Linked DNA regions of Canis lupus: region 1 is linked to region 2. A link is a contact called in public Hi-C data. All regions are on one chromosome and are shown on one strand. Each heading gives the region's core, a stretch centred on a gene start, on an enhancer-like site or on the middle of the called end of the contact. The rest is flanking DNA. Distances are from core to core; before and after follow the strand shown.

What was found. Hi-C and Micro-C count contacts between places; a contact is called where the count stands out from the background.
Region 1: a Hi-C map of skin fibroblasts shows a contact between it and region 2, with 2.6 times the contacts expected there. The contact joins the enhancer-like site here to the promoter of ATP2B4 in region 2. A contact is called at or near these places in 2 of 9 Hi-C or Micro-C datasets (amygdala and skin fibroblasts).

What each region holds. Positions count from the first base shown.
Region 1 is chr38:969,598-973,553 of UU_Cfam_GSD_1.0, reverse strand. The region is part of intron 2 of ATP2B4 (plasma membrane calcium-transporting ATPase 4); the gene reads right to left. Among named protein-coding and RNA genes, the nearest start is that of ATP2B4, 53 kb to the right of the region's middle. Within about 2 kb of position 1,348, at least 7 of the 20 cell types and tissues checked have an H3K27ac peak or open chromatin away from gene starts, as enhancers often do.
Region 2 is chr38:915,887-919,555 of UU_Cfam_GSD_1.0, reverse strand. It overlaps ATP2B4 (plasma membrane calcium-transporting ATPase 4), which reads right to left and starts at 1,417. Exons shown (of 22, transcript XM_038585953.1): 1 at 906-1,417.

The sequences.
Region 1 (3,956 bases), core at 99-2,598, 54 kb before region 2:
TAATAAATCAGGTTGCTAACATTTAAGTGATAACTATGTGCCAGATGCTTTAGCAGGCACATTCGTGTCTTCTCATTCAGACACTGTAAAACCCTATGTGGCAGCTACTGTTAACCCCATTTTACATACAAGCAGACTAAGGCCCTGAGAGGTTATGTAACCACTTGGTTAGTATGCAGCAGAGTCTACACCACTCCCCAGGAAGCAGCTGGATGCCAACCTACACGTGGAGAGGGCTGGGGTGTGGAAGCAGCTACACTCCGCTGAGGCTTCATTCCAGGGGACTAACTGGTCCCTGTTTGCCTGGGGTTTGCCTGGGGTTTGCCTGGGACTTCCTGGGTTTGGGCACTGAAGCTCCTGCCTCCTGGAAACCGTAACCCCCCATGTGCCAGGCAAACAGGATGGCTGATCACCCTGCTTCCTTCGTGACAGAGCGACCCATATGCTGCTTTCTTCTGCGCCTCTGAGCAAGTTAGCCCTGTTCCCACTGTCCACAACTGGGCTGAAGTGAATTAGTCCTGTCTTTTTTCCAGTGCTTAGAGATGGTGACGCCAGGTCCCTCAGAGTCCAGCCTATGGATCTTATACTCGAGGAAAGGTCCATGATGGCCTTTTTTTGGACCCGAGCAAACCAAGCAAGACCCGTTAAGGAAAACAAAGAAGCTCAGGCCTTGCTCTTGCCTAGACGCGAACCTGCTCTCAGAGTCACACACTTACTGTGTTTTTGCCACTTTCTCTTATCTGTCTGTTCCACCTTAAGTGACCCTAAGCTCTCATGGTGGCTACCTTAGGACTGGCAGGTGGCTGTCCCAGTTCCCAGCAGGGTTCCTGGGGGCAGGGAGGGCCTGCAGTGGCTGTCAGCATAGTAGCCTTGGGAATCCTCCTCTGACATGTGGCCGGACACAGGAAAGCCATGCCAGACTGGGAGCTCAGCCAATCCCCAATTTTGGGCTTTTCATTCCATTCTTCCTGCCCTCAGAGGCTCCCAGACCCTGCTCTCTGTAGCAGTAATTTCACATAAATACTTGTCTAGCCAAAGAGAGAGTATTAGTCCCTGATCTCTGCACTTGCTTCTCAAATACACAACTTCCTGGAGAGGGAAAGGAATACTTGGCAGGGAGAGAATGCTGGAAACACAGGAAAAGGATTTCCCTTAGAAATACATTTTTTTAAAAAATGAGAGGAATCTTTGTCCCCAAGAACATGAGAGAAAAAGCCCCACCCAAATCAGGATTACTTTTGGCCCTAAGAACCAGACCGAACACATGAGCTGGGAGAGGCGGCGAGAACGTCAGGCTGTGAAGTCATCGCCCCCACCCCATGCTGGGGAGTTACACAGCCCCTGCCCAGGCTGGCAGGAGATGGAAAAGCAGCAGTGGAAAATCTGTGTCTGCTGGGAGCCTATACAGGGAACCAGGGCTTGGGAGGAGAGGCTGCAGCACAGCCCTCAGTGGCCTGGCTCCAGCAGGGAAGGGCCAGGGCCAGCCTCCCTAGGAGGCCAAGGACTGTCAGCAGAGGACCCCTTATGAGAACCAGCTCAGCCCCAGAAAGGGTGGGGCTAGGTTAGACATCACGAGGGACTTCCCAGCTGTCTGAGTTATGGTGCTTTGCCAAAGAGACAGCAGAATCTTCTCCCATACAGAGAGCACAAGGGAGAGGTTTCTCTGGGTTATTTCGAAGGCAGTCTTCCTTGGTATATGAGAACAGACATCAGAACATGTTTCAGATCCAAAAAAAGAATACTTGTCAGGTCCTACCGTAAAAGCCTTGGGTTGGGGGCTAAGGGGGAGAGGAGCTTAAAAACAATGCAGGGACCACAGGCTTTAACCAAATGCCACCTCTTGAGGAGGCAGAGCACCTTCCCTATGTCCCCCTCTCCAGCTTAACACCACTAACAGCTGGGAGATGTGCTCTCCCTCTGCTGGACTTCCAGCCCCTGGAGATAAAGCCATCTCCCCAGAGTCACGGCAAGAGGATGCCTGACTGAGGGAAGAATGGTCTTTTCGTCATTCTCGGTTCAGAAAATCCAGCAGCTCCGGCAGGGGATGTCTCTCCCTGTCTGGCCCTCTGCTCTATGCCTTTTCTGACCACTCCAAAGCTGGCACAGAGAAAGCAAGCTCCCTCATCTGCCCTCCGCAGCCCTCTGCTTGGCCACTTGCTCCTACACTGTGCGTGTGCTTCCCTCCAGTGTCATGCTCCCTGGTGCTCACACCTTGGAGCTAAATAAAAAGAGCAAAAGCCCTACTTCCAAGGGTAGACGAAACATCTGCCTCAGCCAAGGAGGGAGTGCTATCTTCCTCCCCACCCCTAGCTGATGTTCGATGCAAGGCAACAAGAAAGTTCAAAAACACAAGGGAACTTGCAAGAGTTTCTGCTGAGCTCCCAAAGGGATGCGGCACAAAGGATTCCTGGCCTGGTGCAAGGGGAGAGAGCAGACCAGGGAGGGGCCTCAGGCCCAGGAAGACTTCTTCCCTCTCCCCATCAAGCCTTCTCTGTGTACTGCCTGGCAGCATTATGCCAGCTTGCCCAGGAGCCCAGCTCTGGGCAAGGAGGCTGGAATAGAATTCGCAGAGCCTGGGGTTGGGCTGGGAAGAGAAGACCCAGAGCTGTCACACACTGTTGGCCTCATTCAGCCCTGGGCACAGAACTCAAGTCAGACAGGGAACTCCCAGGATGCAGCATGGAATTCCCTGCAGGGGGGAGGAGGAATGGAGGGGGGCACTTTCACTCTCCTCTTTCTCCATCACTGACCCTCCTCCTTCCAGCTGTTGATGCTGCTTCCGGTGGGTTTGGTGGAGGCCTTTCCCACCCCTCTATAAAGTACCAAGTATTTCTTTTATGAAGCGACTGGACTTGCCTCAAATATTCACATCGCAGCGTAGCTGCCTCCTGGCTGTTTGAGCTGGTCTGCCCACCTGCACCCTTTCACTTCCCTCCAAGATATTCTTCTGGCTTGATTCTCTCTCACATCTTAGAGTAGTGCTAATAGATCTGCCCAAAGCATGATGGGCAGAGTGCCCCAGACTGTTGATCTCTGCAGCCATGCCCACATACACTGCTTTTAGGGAGTTGGGGCAAGAGTTCAAGGTGATGGTTACAGGGCAGAGGGCTGGAGGAAAGAGAAGGATTTCACGTGGGTTCTCTAATTGACAAGCTCTTCAATTCAGATATTCTAAAACACACTACATGCTCTAAAGATAGAAGAAAATGTCAAAGAATCCAGTTGCCTTCTTCCTCTCACATCCCTCCCATCCCATATTCACTTGCCTGGTTTTTTACTACCCCCCCCAACACTAACATTCTCTAAAGCTATGGTCTCTAAGTAGAGCGCATGCATCCATCTGCTGGAGTGTGGGAGAAATACCAGAACTTTTTATATTACTTCATCCACTTTATTTTATTTTTTAAAATACTTTTTAAAAAAGATTTTACTTATTTATTTGACAGAGAAAGCAAGCACAAGCAGGGGGAGCAGCAGAGGGAGAGGGAGAAGCAGGTTCCTCACTGAGCAGAGAGCCCGACATGTGGCTTGATCCCAGGACCCTGGGATCATGACCTGAAGCCAAAAGCAGACGCCTAACCAACTGAGCCACCCAGGTGCCCCTAAAATACTTTTTAAGAAGATTTATTTATTTGAGAGAGAGACAGTGAGAGAGAGCACAAGCAGGAGGAGGGGCAGAGGGAGAGGGAGAAGTAGGCTCCCCACTGAGACGGGAACCCAATGCAGGGCTCCATCCCAGGACTCTGGGATCCTGACCTGAACTGCAGGCAGATACTTAACTGACTGAGCCACCCAGGTGCCTTATGTCATCCACTTTAATTTCTTGCCTATATTACTGTGTAAACAATACTAGTGTTGGAAGCACTAATAGCAATGCTGTAGTGTTGTGGGTAAACATTTATTATTCATTACTGGGGCTATGTGTTCAATTTTTTTGCAGATTGAAAATGTTACTG
Region 2 (3,669 bases), core at 168-2,667:
CAGCCTCCCTCCCAGCGCTGCCCGGCCCCGCACCGCAAACTTTCCAAGTCGCCTCCTGCTCTTTGCTCCCCTTTGGGACCGGGGATGGTGGGGCGGTGCCCCAGGGACACTCCTACAGTTGGTTCTCGACGCTCGGCCCACACTCGGCAGCCGCGGGGCGAGGGAACTCCCAGCTCCTTCCACCGCTAATTATAGACGTGAAAGCTTGGGGACGTTTTGCAAGCGGCAGAGAAACTGCTGAGGTTTCTCTACAAAGCTACAGAAATTTAATTTGTGCGCTCCCCTCCCCACCCCTCCACCTCTCCCACCTCCGCCCACCCCCCAGCCAGTCCCCAAGGCAGCCCCTCCCTCCCGTTGAAAATTTCTTACTCGGTTCTTTTTTTTTTTTTTTTTCCATCTCTCTTTGGGGCTTTGGAGAAAGGGAACAGACGCGGAAAATATTTTTGCAACAGTTTTCCATTCTGCGTCTCATTCCCCAGCCAAGGGGGAGGGGGAGGGGGAGGGCAGGAGCGGATGGGGGGTGGTGGAATGAATGCTTTTTCCAAAAGCTCAGTTTGGGTGTGAAAAAGACAGACTCTCCATCGCCCTACCCCCAAGGCCCAGGAATGACAAAAGAAAAAAAAAACAAAACAGAACAAACAAAACAAAAAACAAAACCCAAGAACCTGGGAAAGGAGGAAAAAAAAAAATCACTTGTTTGATCATACGGCCTCTCAGAAGGGAATCTAGGAAATACGGTGTTCGACCAATCTGGGCGCGCACACACATAACACACGCACACTGCAAACCCGGTGGCAAGAAACACGCTAGAAGGGGAAATTCGGGGAGTTTTAGAAGCTATCATGAGAGCAAAGAAAGAAAGAAAGTTTGCAAACCGCGAGCCGATTCGGTCTCTGCAAGCCTACCTGCCTTTCTAGCAAAGATCCAGGCTTCTCCAGGCGGGACTCTGCGGCCGGGTCTCCATGGACCTGGTAGGATGGGGGTGACCACCCACCGGTCTCCCCAGTGGGGCAGCCACGCCAGAGATGCCGGCTTTGCGCTCCAGCCTTTCCAGCTACGGCCCGAGTGGGCCGGGTCTCCTCCCCCGGCCCTCCCAAAGGGAAGGACCTCTCGGGTTCCTGGAAGAAAACGGGTTCAGGGGAGCCGCACGGCTGTCTCTGGCTCGGTCTCCTCCGAAGGAAGGTTCCCCAGGAAGTTCGTGCCCCCCCCCGGCCGCCAGCGTTGGACTGTCTTAACAGCAGAGCTTTCTTAAGAAAATGCTTGTCATGGCAACAGCTCCAGCCAACTCGGGCCAGACTCGGGCTCAGCAGCTCTCCCGGAGGGGAGGGAGCCGGAGGGGAGGAGCAGCGCTGGGCCGGAGGTGGGGCTTGGCTCCTCGGTGAAGGTGGCCCGATTTGGAGCTACAGCGGCTCCCTGGTTTGTCTTAAGGGGGAACGAGACCTGGAGGGGAGGAATCCTTTCTCTGCTTTCCTCCCTGCCCTTGCTGTCACTTGTAGGAAGGAAAGCAGGGTGGAGGTGGATGTGGGTGGCGGTGTTCAACCGTCGCTGGGTGGAGGGAAAAAAGGAAGCTTCAGGGCTGGCGGTTGGCTTCCTGCAGCTCCTAAGGGCCTCTCAAGCTCTTACTCACTCACACACGCGGGGACCCAGGAACCCGAGGTGTCTGCAGCACTTGTGTCACGGGGCCCCCACCCTCCTGCCCCTGTCTGCATAGGGGACTCCCTGGAGAGGAGGAATTGCTTGGGATGCACACAGGTACACAGCTTTGCTTACACACAAATCGTAGTACACACCTCCTCACCCGGGCTTCGCACGCGCACTTTCCCGGGTCGTATTTTGGGCCCTCTTGCCTCAGTACTTACGGAGGCCCATCGAGGCCCATCCACCCTGCATGATGCCGGCTGCCGTCTCATGAGCCCTACTGTGTGGTCTAAAGCAGAAAAGCTTTGCGTGTTTGGCATTAGTTCCAATGCTCATGGCAATCTTGGAAGGTACTTATTATTATCCTCATTTCAGAGTTGAGGAAATTGAGAATCGGTGGCTGGCCCAAGGTTACACACTTGGTTAATGACAGTGCCGGGATGCAAAGCCAAGTCAGATGGACTCCGAAGCCTGTGAGCTTTCCTGTGCTTGTATCCTACTCTGACACACATTTCCATTTTAATTTGCCCACACTCAGACATCAGTGTGCACTTAGACACAGCCTATAAATTGTCAATCACACCTCCGCAGCTACACTCCCACCAGCAATTGTGCAAGAGTGCCACCCATAGCTTTTGCCTGGATTTTGCTTGTGGCTTTCAAGTACAAACATGCACCATCCACTGATTCACACAACAAATCTACGGTGACTGATACATTCCCACACCTACCTCAGCACACCCCTCATTCATATTCATGTGCTTCTGGAAGGCAGGTTAACATACACTTCACCCGTCAGAGTTGTCAACTGTGCAGTGAAGAAGGTGACCTACTACAACTTCAGGGGTTTGGAAAGAGGCCTCTTAGATCCTTCCATCCCAACCCAGCCCGTCACACCATTACTGCCCTGCTTTGCATCCTGTCCTCACTGTCCAGGGTGGAGAACAACATGCACACGGGGAAACAGACTTGTGAATTAGACTCCCAGGGTCTACTTTCCTTCTGCCTATTAGCATCCTCTCTAGTTTCCTAACATTTGAATTCTTTTCTCCTATTTTCCTATCCTATTGTTTCTCAGGATCTCATCCACATCTGCTTTCTTTCTTTCTGTTTTTTTTTTTTTTTTAAGATTCTTTTTATTTATTTGAGAGAAAGAGAGAGCAGATGGTGGGGGTGGGGGAAGTAGGAGCAGAGGGAGAGGGAGAAGCTGACTCCCCGCTGAGTAGGGAGTCAGACAAGGGGCTCCATCCCAGGACCTCAGGATCCTGACGTAAGCCAAAGACAGCTGCTTAACTGACTGAGCCACCCAGGCTCCCCAGCCACATCCTATTTCTGACCTCAGGAAAATTAAACAGATAAAATGCAGGGAGATTTTTTAGATCTGTTGCTCAGGGCTCAGAATTTAGAGCTCCCCAGTGTGGTCCTGGAGATTCCCTGCCACCAGCTCTTTCGGGAACCAGGTCCAAAATCGGCCTCTGCCTGTCCTGTGCCTCTTCTCTCCTGCCTGGTTGGTGGAAGGTTGCAGGGGTGTGGAGGGAACTTCAGGAGCCACCTTGTATGGTAACCATCCATAAACTTCTTGTTTATCCTCCTTGGCACTTAGAGGACACCAAGGGGGAGATTTGTTCTCACTCACTCCCTGCCCCCCTCCCAACTGCTTTGGTCCCTCTGACCCCACTCCCCAAGGCTTTTCCACGGACGAACTGCTAGCAGGGAGAGAGACCATATCTTGTTAGAGTTTGGAAGGTCCTACCGAAATGTCAGCTTCAGGAGCCCAGATCAATTGTTGGAGAAGACATGGGAATGGAAGGAAAGGCATAAGCTGAACAGAGCTTCAGATTTAATGGTTTGTCAGGCTCCCTGCTGGATGGCAATAACTTGACATTTTAGAGTCCAATGAGTGTCAGTTGCATCTTTATCATGAGAAAGCCAGTCTCCAGAATGGTGCTTTAAATGTATTAAAGTGTATTTTAAGCTCGTCTGCAGTGGCTGTGCGTGGAAGCATTGCCTAACTGTTCAGTAAACCTGTCT